Linked DNA regions of Macaca mulatta: region 2 is linked to region 1. A link is a contact called in public Hi-C data. All regions are on one chromosome and are shown on one strand. The core of a region is the stretch at or near the end of the contact, and the rest is flanking DNA. Distances in the headings are between cores, read along the strand shown.

Region 1 (7,030 bases), core at 2,305-4,804:
CAAATTTTGAGGGTGGTTATAATAAAAAGTAGACCTATAAAAACCTAGTCTTCTTAAAAAAAAAAAAAAGGTACATCATTTTCTTTTTCTTTGAGACGGAGTTTTGCTCTTGTCACCCAGGATGGAGTGCAATGGCGCGATCTCAGCTCACTGCAACCTCTGCCTCCCAGGTTCAAGCGATTCTCCCGCCTCAGCCTCCCGAGTAGCTCGGATTACAGGTACACGCCACCACGCCCGGCTAATTTTTGTGTTTTTAGTAGAGACGGGGTTTCACCATGCTGGCCAGGCTGGTCTCAAACTCCTGACTTCATGTGATCCACCTGCCTCAGCCTCCTGAAGTGCTGGGATTACAGGCATGAGCCACTGTGCCTGGCCCCATCTTCTTTTAGATTTTTTTTAGTCTCAATATTCTTCAGAATAAGAACACATGCTGATTAAATTTAGTATTTGCTAAGAGAATATTTTTAAAGTTAGAAGAATGACACAAAACCATATAAACCCCAGACCAGTTGAGCACAAATAAAAGGGATAAGTTGAACAAAAAAACACAAGAAAGGAGAACAAAATATACACAGAGATAGTAAAAGCAAATTATCCCAGACTGCACTAAAAAAAAAAAAAAATTATATAAATATATTCTAAAAGACACTACAAAAACATAATGACAAAAAGTTTGAAAGAAAAAGACCGAAAAAAGATATAATATACTGAGCAAATAGCAAAATAAAGCTTCAGTTTCAGAGGTCATGGTAAAATATGAAAAAAAAACTGACCCCAGCTACTCAGGAGGCTGAGGCAGAAGAATCGCTTGAACCCAGGAGGCGGAGGTTGCAGTGAACCAAGATGGGGCCACTGCACTCCAGCCTGGGCAACAGAGCGAGACTCCATTAAAAAAAAAAAAAAAAACTGACCTGATATCTGGTATATGCTTTAAGACAACCATCTGCAGCCTTTTTGGCACCAGGGACCAGTTTCGTGGAAGACAATTTTTCCATGGATGGGGACAGGGGAGATGGTTTGGGGATGAAATGTTCCACCTCAAATCATGAGGCATTAGTTACATTCTCATAAGGAGCGCACAACCTAGATCCCTTGCATATGCAGTCCCTCCTATGAGAATCTAATGCCCCTGCTAATCTGGCAGGAGGCAGATCTTAGGTGGTACCACTCCAATCACCTCCTTCTGTGCCATCAGGTTCCTAACAGGCCACAGGCTAGTACCAGGTCTGCTGCCCAGGGGTTGGGGACTCCTGCTTTAAGACAATCTAGTTTGTTTTTTTTTTTTTTTTTTTTTTTTAAAGGAGCGGGGGTGGAAGGAGGTGGAGATAGTCTGCAGCAAATGTTGTGTTGGTTACACAAGATTCACTGCACCACTCATTTGACAGTTGAATATGCTTGAAATTTTTCAGCTGGGCGCAGTGGCTCATGCCTATAATCCCAGCACTTTGGGAGGCCGAAGTGGACGGATCACCTGAGGTCAGGAGGTTGAGATTAGCCTGAGTAACATGGTGAAACCCTGTCTCTACCAAAAATACAAGAATTAGTTGGGGATGGTGGCACACACCTGCTATCCCTAAGTTACTCAAGAGGCTGATGCAGGATAATCACTTGAACCTGGGAGGTGGAGGTTGCAGTGAGTTGAGATTGTGCCATTGCACTCCAGCCTGGGCAACAAGAGTGAATCTCCGTATCACAAAAAAAGAAAGAAAGAAAGAAAGAAAAAAAGAAAATTTTCATAATATATTAAGAAAAAAACTACACAGAATACCAAACCTATTTTGAGAAACATCCATAGCAAATACTAAAGAGAAACACTATAAAGTGTCAGCAGTTTTATTATAAGTAATTTTTTCTTTATTCTTATGTTTTCTGAATCACTGTCCAATAGAAATATACTGAGACACATACGTAATTTTAAATTTTCTAGCAGTGACATATAAAAAAGGCAAAACAAAAACAAACAAAAATAGGCAAAGTTAATTTTAACAATATATTTTATTTAAGCCATTGAATCCAAAATATTACCATTTTGACAAATAATACAAAAAATTGTCAGTAAGGCATCTTACACTTTTTGCACAAAGTTTTTGAAATCCAGTGTGTATTTAACACTTATAGCACATCTCAATTTGAACTAGACACATTTCAAGTGCTCCTAGGGCACACATGGCTTACAGCTACTGGATTGGATAGTGCATCCTATAATAAGCATTCATTACTTCTATAACCAGAATATGACATATTTTGACATGGAATGAAATTAAGTGAGATGTTGTAAGATTTTTCTAAAAAATTCAAAATTCATCAGTGCAGTTTTTGAGGTCTTCCACAGTAAAATCTATACCTACATTCCCAAGGCTGATTTCCAACGACTCACCTGTAGCCATATGGATTACTATTTAAGATAACTGAAGATGACTATATCATTAAGATCACAGACACTGAAAAAGGAATAGAAAATAAACAACAAAAACCGAAGAAACAAAAACAAACAAAAAAGATCACACACTCTGAAAAGGAATGCTTGGGTTCAATCCCAAATCCACCTCTTACTATCAGTTGAATAACTTCGGGAAAGTATTTAATAACATAAGCTCTGCCTAATTGCCTCATAACATAATAACTAGACCTACTTCATCAATAGCTATGGTCCACAGACGAAAGGCTTAAAATCAAAGTGGTAAGATGTTATTGGTAATACTCATTTCCAAATAGCTTTCCTACCCACTCTCACATTTATTCAACAAATATTTCATCATTTTTCAGTAGTAACTTACTGAGTGAAGGAAACTTGACTAACTGAAAGGGCAGAAAACGGAGCAACAAAGTGCGTTCAAGAGCAGGTACCTGGGGCTATGCTGGGAGAAGCCAAGAAGTCCCTCCTTCCTCCTCTTTGCGAATTAGGAGCCGGTGAATAAAAGGACGCTGTCAGCACGATGGAGTCTCCATCCCGGATAAATGGCAGTAAATATCCCCACGCATTGGAGCTCGAGGACTCAATCCTTCCTTAAAAAAAAAAAAAAAAAAAAAATCAGTAAAAGTTCGGAAAGAGCTCGGTCTCCTGAAGGATACGTCAAGACATAAAGCCCTGACCTTTCTTCTCTCTTCACTGGAGCTTCCAGTAACAAGGGCGCTTGTGAGGTAATCACTGTATAACCAGCACAAGCCAACCCAGTATCTGGTGCCACCACTGTTCTAAGGTTTCACGCGTATTATCTTGTTTAATTCTAATTACAACCCTACCCAGTAACTACTATCTTTACTGCTATTTTAAAGATGAGGAAATAGGAGCGCGGATCATAGTTAACTCGCTGTTTATTATACCCACAGAAGTAGCGGCGCTGCTCGCCAAGTCCAGGAGGAGAGCAAACTTCCACCCTCGGCCTCTCGGCCTCCGCCGCGGCCGCGACCTCTCCATCCTAAGACTGATGGCTGGGGTGCGCCTATTCCCAAGCGGAGGCTGAAAAGGTTCAAGAGGGGTCGTGGTGGGTGACGGGTTGACTCACCTCCCAGACCCAAAAGATGGTGGCAGCCTCGCTTTCTGGGGCGGAAGTGGCTCTCCCTGCCCAGAGCTCTTGAACTACCCTTCCCAGAAGGCCCGCGCTCCTGAGGCCCAATTGTTTCCGGACAGAGTTCTGGAATACGTTTCCCAGAATTCCCAGGAGCAAGAATCATCCAGCTGTCGCCCTCTTCGCGCTTAAAAAACAAACAAACAAACAAACAAAAAAGGAAGAGAAAGAGCGAGTGAGAGAGGGTTACCGAGAGTGTGACAAAAGAACCTCCAAATTCTCGGAGCTCCCGGACTACAACATCCAGAATCCCCTTTATGGCTTCTTGCTGTTTAGCCAGGCCGAAGCAGTTCTCTGATTTCAGTGGAATTTAGGTTTTTCTTATTAACAAAAAGTAACAGCAAATGTGTGAAGAATTGGAGCCCTAAAATAAAAAAAAGATTATAGGCCGGGCGCGGTGGCTCACGCCTGTAAGCCCAGCACTTTGGGAGGCTGGGGGGCTGGAGGGGGCAGATCACTTGGTCACGAGTTCGAGACCAGCCTGGGCCAATATGATGAAACCCTGTCTCTACTAAAAATATAAAAATTAGCCGGGTGTGGTGGCGCGCGCCTGTAGTCCCAGCTACTTGAGAGGCTGAGGCAGAAGAAACACTTGAACCCGGGAGGTGGAGGTTGCAGTGAGCCAAGATCGTGCCACTGCACTCCAGCCTGGGTGACAGAGTGAGACTCTGTCTCAGAAAAACAAAAAATAAAACAAACGTTTATAAGAAGCAGATCATGTGATCCTGTACTAATAGAATTATACCCACCACGTCCCCAAAAAAGGCAGGGGAAACCCTTTTTCACATTTAACAGGATCAACTAATAGGAAAACTACTCTTTAGTTACAAAAAGAATGAAAGAACAACCAAAAAATGCAAGGAAGGCAGAATATATTGTGGATTTCCACTTTTGTTAATAGCACAGTCATATAATTCAGAATAGCTTGCTTGCTGAAGATAGCTAGACATAGAAAACACAAGCTTTGGCATATTGTATGATCAACTCCTCAAAGCAACTGAGGCCACTGTATTCATTCCTCAAGGAGTTTCTGACTCTGAAAGATGAACAAGTTTATTACTTCAGTGTTTAAACCATGATCTTTATTTGCTTATTAAATGTATGATGGAATTGATGTTTCCAAGAATTGAGGGTTGAAAGAAGAGAGCAATATCTAAAAATATCCACATATCCACTACAGTACGTTTGCAGTTCTCATTTACTAAATATATATTCTTTATTCTGTTATATATAACTATCTCTTATAAAGAACCAAGTATGTGCCAGGAACTAGTCCAAACTATTCAGACTCTGGGACCCTCGCTATATTTTCACAACTTTTTTCTTTTTTCTTTTCTTTTTTCGTGTTGTTGTTGTTGTTAGATGGAGTTTCGCTCTTTTGCCCAGGCTGGAGTGAAGTGGCACAATCTCGGCTCACTGCAATCTCCGCCTCACTCAGGGTTCAAGCGATTCTTCTGCCTCAGCCTCGCGAGTGGCTGGGGTTATAGGCACCCCCCAGCACCACCACCGCGCCCAGCTAATTTTTGTATTTTTAGTAGAGACGGGGTTTTGCCATCTTGGCCAGACTAGTCTCGAATTCCTGACCTCAGGTGATCCACCCACATCAGCCTACCAAAGTGCTAGGATTACAGGCATGAGCCACTGCACTTAGCCCATTTTCACAACTTTTTTAAGACAAATAATGTAATGTCCTCTAGTTTACTCTTTGGGGTCCAGAGGCAGAGAGAGGTTAAGTATATCTCCTAAAATGGAAATTTGATTATTTTCACCTGCATGTCTATCCAGTGCCCTTAAGAGAAGGTTCAAATGCTTTAACAAGTCACACAAACAGGAATTTTCCAGATGCTGTTTCTCTCTTCAAATCCACTTTCCACTCTACATGTCCAGTCATAGTGGATTATTTGTACTCCTACAAAAAGCCTCAAATTCTTTGTATTTGCTGTCCCCTCTGTCATAATCTGCTACTCTTTTCCCTCCTGGGTGACAGTCTTCATCCATAGCTTAAATATTCCCTGCTCTAGGAAGATTTACTGTGAGTTCTTGCCTTGGAAACTAATAAAAGTAGTGTGTAGTAGCCAAGATTACAGACTTAGTATGAAGCTTCCTAGATTAAAATACTAGTGCTTCCATTTCTTCTGTCCCTTTTTTCTTCATTTGTAAAATGGAGACTATAATAGGGTTGATATCAGGTACAAATGAATAAATACACCTAAAACATTGGAAATTCTGCCTGATTCATGACTACCCTATAAAAAGTTAGCAAATGTTAACCTCAGGTGATAAACACAGGACACATAAATTATGGATGGAAGGTTTCTACAAAAATTTGCTTTGATCATTAAAATATTATCAATAACCACATATCAACTTTTGATTACTGTGAAAAAACTAGAAGAATATGCAAGTGCATCCCACCAAAAGTGAGATAAAGGATCACTAATATTGACATTATCTCCTTTTATTTTTTCCTAAATCCATTTTGGGAATTCTTTTTTTTTTTTTTGAGACGGAGTCTCGCTGTGTCTCCCAGGCTGGAGTGCAGTGGCGTGATCTCGGCTCACTGCAAACTCCGCCTCCCGGGTTCACGCCATTCTCCCGCCTCAGCCTCTCAAGTAGCTGGGACTACAGGCGCCCGCCACCACGCCCGGCTAGTTTTTTGTATTTTTAGTAGAGACGGGGTTTCACCATGTTAGCCAGGATAGTCTCGATCTCCTGACCTCGTGATCCACCCGCCTCGGCCTCCCAAAGTGCTGGGATTACAGGCTTGAGCCACCGCGCCCGGCCTCCATTTTGGGAATTCTAAATACAACCTAAATGATCTGCAGGTTTCTGTTTCAAGATACTGGGCAGCTCCACAAACCATAAACACTAAACCCCTCCTTGCCAGTCTTGTGCTGGGTGCAAGCACATGGTAAAGAATGGGACATAGTCCCTGCAACAAAGTAACATGCAGCCTAAGGGAGAAACAGATCAAATCTAAAAGACCTTAAGTAAAACATTCCAAATAAGGAAGCCAAATTCATAACTATTCCTTTCCAAATCTCAATGTTTCCCTCTCCCTTAGGTTTTTCACATAACTACCTTCTTCCTAGTTTCCAGGAAAGAAAACTCTGAAGTTATTTGCTTCCTTTGCTCTTCATTCATAATTACTTTATGTTAGTTACTTTTAATTTCTACTGACTAGGATTTGGTTTTGATTTTAAATAGTCAAATTCCTCCTCTACCCACCAAAAACATATGTGGGAGAAGAGTAATAGATGCAATAAGATAGGCAAAATGTTTACAAGAGTTAAAGACAAATGATGGCGGGGTTGGGGTCATTAACACTATTTTATCTATGTGTATGTTTGGGAATTTCTATAAGAAAAATTACAGAAATACCATGTGGGTGGTATGGCACCAATGAATAAATGCATTTAAAATGTTAGCAGTGGTTATCTCTAAATCCTGAGATTATGGGT
Region 2 (7,030 bases), core at 1,272-3,771, 91 kb before region 1:
AAGAGGCTGAAGCAGGAGGATTACTTGAGCCCAGGAGTTTAAAGTTACAGTGAGCTATGATGATTTCACCAGTGCACTCCAATGTAGGCAACAGAATGAGACCCTGTCTCTAAACAAAATACTTTCTGCCCTGAGGTTCATAAAGGTATTAGCCCATATTATTAAGTGGTGTAATTACTTCTGGAACTAATTACCCAGTGTTAGGTCAAACTTCACAGATTAAGTGCACAGTCCTCATAAGACTTTTTTCATTCCAAACTGCAAGTTCAAGGGTTTCCATGCCACCCTCACTTCTGACCAGCTGACCACTTCTGATCACTAGCCTCTCAGGTTTAATAATTTACTGAAACAACTCACAGAACCCAGGAAAATTATATTTATTAATTACAGCTTTATTATAACAAAAGGATACAAATCAAAACCAACCAAAGGTAGAAAATGCATAGGGCAAGGTCTGGGAGGGTTCCAGATAGAAAATTCCATGGTTCTTTCTCTTGAAATCAGGACACATTACCCTCCCAGCACACAGCTGTATGAGAATACTTGCCAACCAAAGAAGTCTATCCAAGCTTGTATTCATAGATTTTATTAGGGCTTTATTACATAGGTGTGATTGATTGAAGAACTGACGTGTAACTCAATCTCTAGCCCCCATCCTCTACACAGGCTGATGTTATTTGGCTCAGAGTCCTAAACTTCAAATCACATGATCGATCTGTCTGGTGTAACCAGCACCTATCTGAAGTAATCTCACTAGCATAACTTATCTAGAGGCCCATGATGTGTTTCTGTCAGAGACAATCTGTCAGATAGAGTGTGAGTGGCCCACCGTGAATAACAAACAGCTTCTATAATTCAGGATATTTTAAGAGTTTAAATGCCATCTCCCAGGAACTAGGGACAGAGGCCAAAAAAGTTGGAGAAATCCAGAATGTGTAACATCATAACAACTGACCTAATTCCTTCAACAGGCCAGGGTCTGAAAAAGGGGATGATGCAGTAGTGTTCAATAATAAATACACCTAAGTAGATAAATAAAATGAATAGACTGGATATTGATTTGACAAACCAGTCATAAGATACTTTTAGGTAATCAGGAAATTTTTAAAGCAGATTGGGTATGTAAAGGAAAATAAAAATCTCAGGATCTTCCAAACTTAGGCAAATGTGGAGATTAAGCCCTGGAGTTCATGAATTGTAATACCCTCTTCCAAATGAACAGCTATGCATTAGCCCGATCCCCATGAAAGGTGAAAAGCCTCAGGTATTTGGGAAGAGCTTTCCCCATAGATCATTCATAAGTAAACTTATGTGCAAGTAAAACCTTGCAGTCTTTCTCCAAGCCCATGTGTGATACGATTCTTCTGGTACACCAAGGCAAGAAACTCTGGGATACAAGACGCCTCTTGTGCTTGCGATAAGGCAGGGGTCTAATTGAGCTAACACAAGCCTCCTATGGATGGCTAAACTAAAAAAGTACCCTGTGAAATACGCCCACTGGGGCTTCAGGAGCTGTAAACATTCACCCCTAGACACTGTCGTTGGGTTGGAGCTCTGCAACCTGCCGTGTGCAGGCTCCCCCTAGAGGTTTGAGCAGCTGGGCACGAAGAAACGAGCCACACCCCCATTACATGCCCTGGGAGGGGGACAAGCGAACTTTTCCCGTTTCATCACAATTTACTTTCGGCACTAACATGATTGTTCAGCTGTCTTCATCAGCAGGCCTTTATTCGAGGAGATTCCTGCCCAAGCAAACTGTTTAATTGTTCATTATGCTTCCGCAGAGACCCATCAAATTTTCAATCTCTTCCAAAGAAAGTACCAATAGATTGCACCTTAAGATTTTTTGTTTCAAAAATCCTTGCTATATCCACCAATCCCGGACTGTAGTATCATGATCATTATGCAATACTAATAAAATCCCTTGCAATGAAAGACCCGCCTTAAACATCCAGTTCTCAATCAGTTCCAACCTTGCCTTGACACTTTGCTCTGTGAAGGTGCCAACGCTCCGTCGAAGTGTTGTCCTCCATTGCTGCAATCAGCAACAAATTCCGTTGTTTGTCTTATCAACAGGTTGAGCTGATGATATTCGGGGAGCCGGCATTTGACACAAGTTTGAGATCTGGTATTCCTTAACGTTCGGCGTCCATCGGAGCTCAGCCTAAGTCACTTTTACGCTTCCCATTTTTAGCCTACCCTTTGTTTCTGCTAAAAATTTTGGTTTCTAGCTTATTTTCATAATACAAGCTGAACTTTTCACTTTTATATGCCATCACTTTAAAAATTTTACAATTATTTTCTCATGAATTTTTAAAATGAATAAAACTAAAAGGAATCTGACAGTAGTAGCGCCAGAGAAGTGTCTCAAACCCAACCGGCTTGAGTCAAAACAAAACCCAGCTGGTGGGAAGCACGACCCTTGGAGCATTCTGGGAACTGTAGTCCAGGAGTGAGAGAACTCTGAGACGCTTCCGCTTAGGAATTCTGGGAAGTGGAGTCCACGAACCGTGGGCACTCGCAGGCACTTCCGCTCCAGGAAGGCGAGGTCGGACCTGAGATAGCTCCCAGGGAGGTGAGTCAGCTCCGGGTCTCCAAGACTTCTCCGAGCCCTCTTGGCCTGGGCGTGGGGCCAGCGATGAACCGGTCCTTGGCTTGGGGAAGAGAAGCTGTGGCCAGCGCTCGAGGGCAGGGTTGGGAGACTGCGGGAGTTTGCGTCCCCTTGGCGGAACCTCTTGCGTTGGGGGCGGGCTCGCGTCGTGCTTCGAGGTTGAGGGTCTCCCGCCCTCTCTGCTGCCCTAGCCAGCCTCACGCACTTACGAGCCAGTCCTGCCTGCTCCTCGCGGCAAAATATTGGGCAAGTTACTTAATCTCTCCTTGTCTCAGTTTCCTCGTGCCTGTAAAGGGTTAGTGCGTTCCCAGTGATGTTCTTGTGAGAATTAAATGAGATTTTATAGAAATAAGCTTAAAACCAGTGCATAGGAAAATGTTGGATGCCGCCGTTAATTCTGTTATACTCAAAAAGACGCCTGTTGTTTGGAAACTCCTCTGAACCTGGGATGGGGTCGGAGATCCAGCTACGGAGCCGCTGTCCCTTCTCTAATCCTTGCCTGATGTGGGGCCGTTCCTGGATTCTTGTACTTTTCTAGCCTCTTGACAGGAGATTAGTTCCAGCCGGAGCCTGGGGAATGTCCTCTGTGTTTTATCTCAGAGAAGCGATCGTCATTACAGATTTGCAGAGTGCCAGAGGTGTCCTGAGGCGCTAATAAATGTTCAGTATTATGTGGTTGTAACCAGTAATCCCGTGTGGTTAACTTAAGTGTAACAGCATTTCTTAGAGAGTTTTAGGTTTTTAGTAGTCATTGCTTTCATGCATATGGAAAAAGAGACTTTCTTGAGGCTCCTCCAGCTGAGTAACATTTGCAAGTAATTACATCTATTGGAGGAAAAAAAAATCCGTAGCAGTTTAACTGTCATTACCAACGGACCTAATTATGTTAGACAACCAATCACAGTTACAGACTTTTCTGAGGGTCATGGTAACTCACAGGACAGAGCAATTATCTTTGAGTTCTGGGTTTCTTGAAAGATTCATTTTCTAGAAAGCATACTCAAAAGGGCAGTTTTATGAAGCATAATAGCACTTGCTTGTCAGAAGCTGCAGGAAATAGAGAATACAGGCATTATTTTCCCCATTTACAGGTGACTGAATTAAGGCACAGAGAGATTAATAATTCGCTTAAGGTTTATACTGCTTATACTGTTTATACTGATCAGTAGAAAATAAGTAGAAATGCCAAAATTTGAAGCCAGGCATTTTGGCTCTGTTACATTACCCTGCCTGTCTTTGTCTCATTTCCTTGGAGACTAAGGTTCAGAAGGAGTACGCAGGGAGCTGCATTTGATTTAGGTCTGTTAATATGAAATGTTCATGAACAAAAGCAGCTGGGTGAGGGGGCCCAGTGGTAGCTGGGATCCAGCTCCCGTTCTCACTAAGCTGTGTGTAACTGTGCCTGCCTAGAGAAAGGGAGACCTTTCTCTAAAGTGCCACATAAAGTGCCATGTTGACTAGTGGCATCCCTAACCTATCTCATGATGCCTTTGCCTCCCCCAGGTTCACTCCCCCGGAACTCCGCCTTTTCCCGGAAGGAAGAGGGGGAAAATGACCAAGTTCCAGGTAAGTTTATTTTGCCTTTCTGGTTTCTTAAAATGACATCTCATTGCACAAAGATTGGACACATTTTTCCCATTTGGAAGAGTAAAGGGAACGAAAGGTGCTTGAAAGATTGTTATATGCCGGGCTCTTGCCTTTTATTTCCAAATAATAGTATAAACATTAACAGATATATATATATATCTTAAATATTTTAAAATCTATTTCTGTGTAATATATTTATATATGTAAATATAAATTTCTAAATATATATATTTAGAGACAGAGTCTCACCTTGTTTCCCAGGCTGGAGTGCAGTGGCTTACTGCATTCTGGGCCTCCTGGGCTCAATAGATCCTCCCACCTTAGCCTCTTGAGTAGCTGGGACCACAGGCACGTACCGCCACAACCGGCTAATTATTTTTAATAGAGAGGGGATATTCCTGTGTTGCCCAGGCTGGTCTTGAACTGCTGGGCTCAAGCGATCCTCCTGCCTTGGCCTAACAGATACATTTTTTAAGTGGAAAACAACTCTCACATTACAAATATGTTTACCAATAATTTCCCACCTTCCTTTTCATTTGCACTCACAAATATATATAATCGTACTTTACGTACAATTTTGAGTTTTTTAAATTTAATTTTATATCACCTACGTTTTATCATGTCATTTTCCATCTTTTATCTGATTTTATTTTTCCTCATTCTCCATGTTTATGTAATCTATGAATTTTGCCATTTTAAGGACATTGACAATAGCAGTTTTTCCCCATATAACTTCTCTTCCCAAATAGGAATTTTGAGAATTCTACCATTTTTTTAAATCTTTAAAGTTTTAGACTCATTTTCTCGTACACGACACCTCATTTTATGGAAAGAATAAAGTATAGCTTGGTGCAGTAGCATCTGACTGATGCCAAACTCAGAGAAAGTAATTTTAGTTTCAAACAAGAGCTAGATTTCTTTCTTTAAGTAAAACCTTGTATTATAGTTAAGTATCTGTTTTATTCATTAACATGTTATTATATTTTAAAGATGTACATACTTAGTTTAAAAGTTTTATAGCACTTGGAGATTCGCCAGGAAATTTGCTCCATGGAACAGCTTTGTGAGGATGTAGATGGCCTTACCTGTATTTTAAACATAGACAGGTGTGAACCTTTAGACTTAGTGAAGTCCACTCAATGCCCAGCTGAAGTTAAAGCTTTCCGTGCCTAAGCCAGAAGTTTCAGGTATTTCATTTGGGTGAAGGCCAGACACAGTGGCTCACCTGTAATCCCAGCACTTTGGGGCTGATGTGGGTGGATCACTTGAGGTCAGGAGTTTGAGATCAGCGTGGTCAACGTGGTGAGACCCTGTCTCTACTTAAAATACAAAAATTAGCTGGGTGTGGTGGCACGTGCCTGTAATCCCAGCTACTCGTGTAGATGAGGCAGGAAAATTGCTTGAACCTGGGAGGCGGAGGTTGCAGTGAGCCGAGATCACACCACTACACTCCAGCCTGGGCGACAGAGTGAGACTGTCTCAAAAAAGGAAAAAACAGAAGAGACTATTCAGGGACCTGAGGCTACGCTACACGTGTATGTGTCCCTGGCATGTCCTGGTGGATGAAGAGCTCCAAAAATAACATTGCTCTTCACCAGATTCCCTTTCTCAGTGCATGACTCTTTGCCAGGTATGTCATCAAGTTGTTTAGTACATGGATGATCAGAACTCCAGCCAAAACAAATGTAGGGATGAGCAGTGTCTTCAGATAAAAAATGTTAATTTCCATACAGAAAAATGCCATATACAGACTTTATGAGACAAATAGGAAACAGGTGCAAGGGTAGGAATTTATATATTCTAGAAAATGACTTAATATCCTTAATAGTAATGTTATTGATACATGAAAAATCCCAATAGGATTAAGCAAAGGCAATATGTGAAGAAAAATAATATCAGATCATCTTTAAAAAAATTAAATAGCTGTTTATATCACTCACCAAATTGTTCAAGATTTTAAAAAAATAATATAAAGTCCAGTTTTGGCCAGAGTACAGAGAATCGGGAGTACTTACAATCTCTTACAGGAAGAGTTAGTTGAGAAAATTAACATTATACCAGCAAAACAAAGACCAGCAAAACAAAGGTATATATATTTTTTTTACAATGTAATTACCACTTCTTGGAACTTATCTTTTTTTTTTTTTGGAGACAGAATCTTGCTCTCTCATTCAGGCTGGAGTGCAGTGACATGAACTTGACTCACTGCAACCTCCACCTGCCAGGTTCAAGCGATTCTCCTGCCTCAGCCCCCCGAGTAGCTGGGATTACAGGTTTGCGCCACTATGCCCAACTAATTTTTGTATTTTTAGTAGAGACAGGGTTTCACCATGTTGGTTGGGCTGGTCTCGAACTCCTGACCTCAAGTGATCCGCCCACCTCAACCTCTAAAAAGTGCTGGGATTACAGAAGTGAGCCATTGCGCCCAGCCGGAACTTATTTAAGGAAATAACCATATGAGCTGGCCGAGATCTATGTAAAAATATGTTTTTTGTGGCGTTGTCATTTTTTAATTTAAAATGATCGAATGTGCATTATTTAGAATGGTTAAATATATTGTAGATCATATTTGTGAGCTATCATGCAGCCATGAATGGGATGAAAGAGATGATGGTGATGATAATAAGAGTAATGACTAACATTTATTGAGTACTTACTGTATGTCACACAGTGTCCTAAGTTCCTTATAGTATTCACTCATTTAATCCCTTCAAGGATCCTATGATAGAGGTCTTCTTATACAGATGTGGAAATTGAGGTATTGAGAAGTTAGGTGACTTGAGCAATGTCACAGAACTAACAGTGGATATACCATTGGAATGTGAACTAAGG

Evidence for each region. A called contact is a pair of places that touch in the nucleus more often than the background predicts.
Region 2: a Hi-C map of cortical neurons shows a contact between it and region 1, with 2.8 times the contacts expected there. The contact joins the promoter of ZNF235 here to the promoter of ZNF227 in region 1. A contact is called at or near these places in 2 of 14 Hi-C or Micro-C datasets (cortical neurons and fetal cortical plate).

The regions. Positions count from the first base shown.
Region 1 is chr19:56,597,398-56,604,427 of T2T-MMU8v2.0, reverse strand. It overlaps ZNF227 (zinc finger protein 227), which reads right to left and starts at 3,554. Exons shown (of 9, transcript XR_013410792.1): 1 at 3,329-3,554; 2 at 2,848-3,006.
Region 2 is chr19:56,687,073-56,694,102 of T2T-MMU8v2.0, reverse strand. ZNF235 (zinc finger protein 235) reads left to right here and starts at 2,521. Exons shown (of 5, transcript XM_077983222.1): 1 at 2,521-2,857; 2 at 4,115-4,177. The coding sequence starts at 2,639.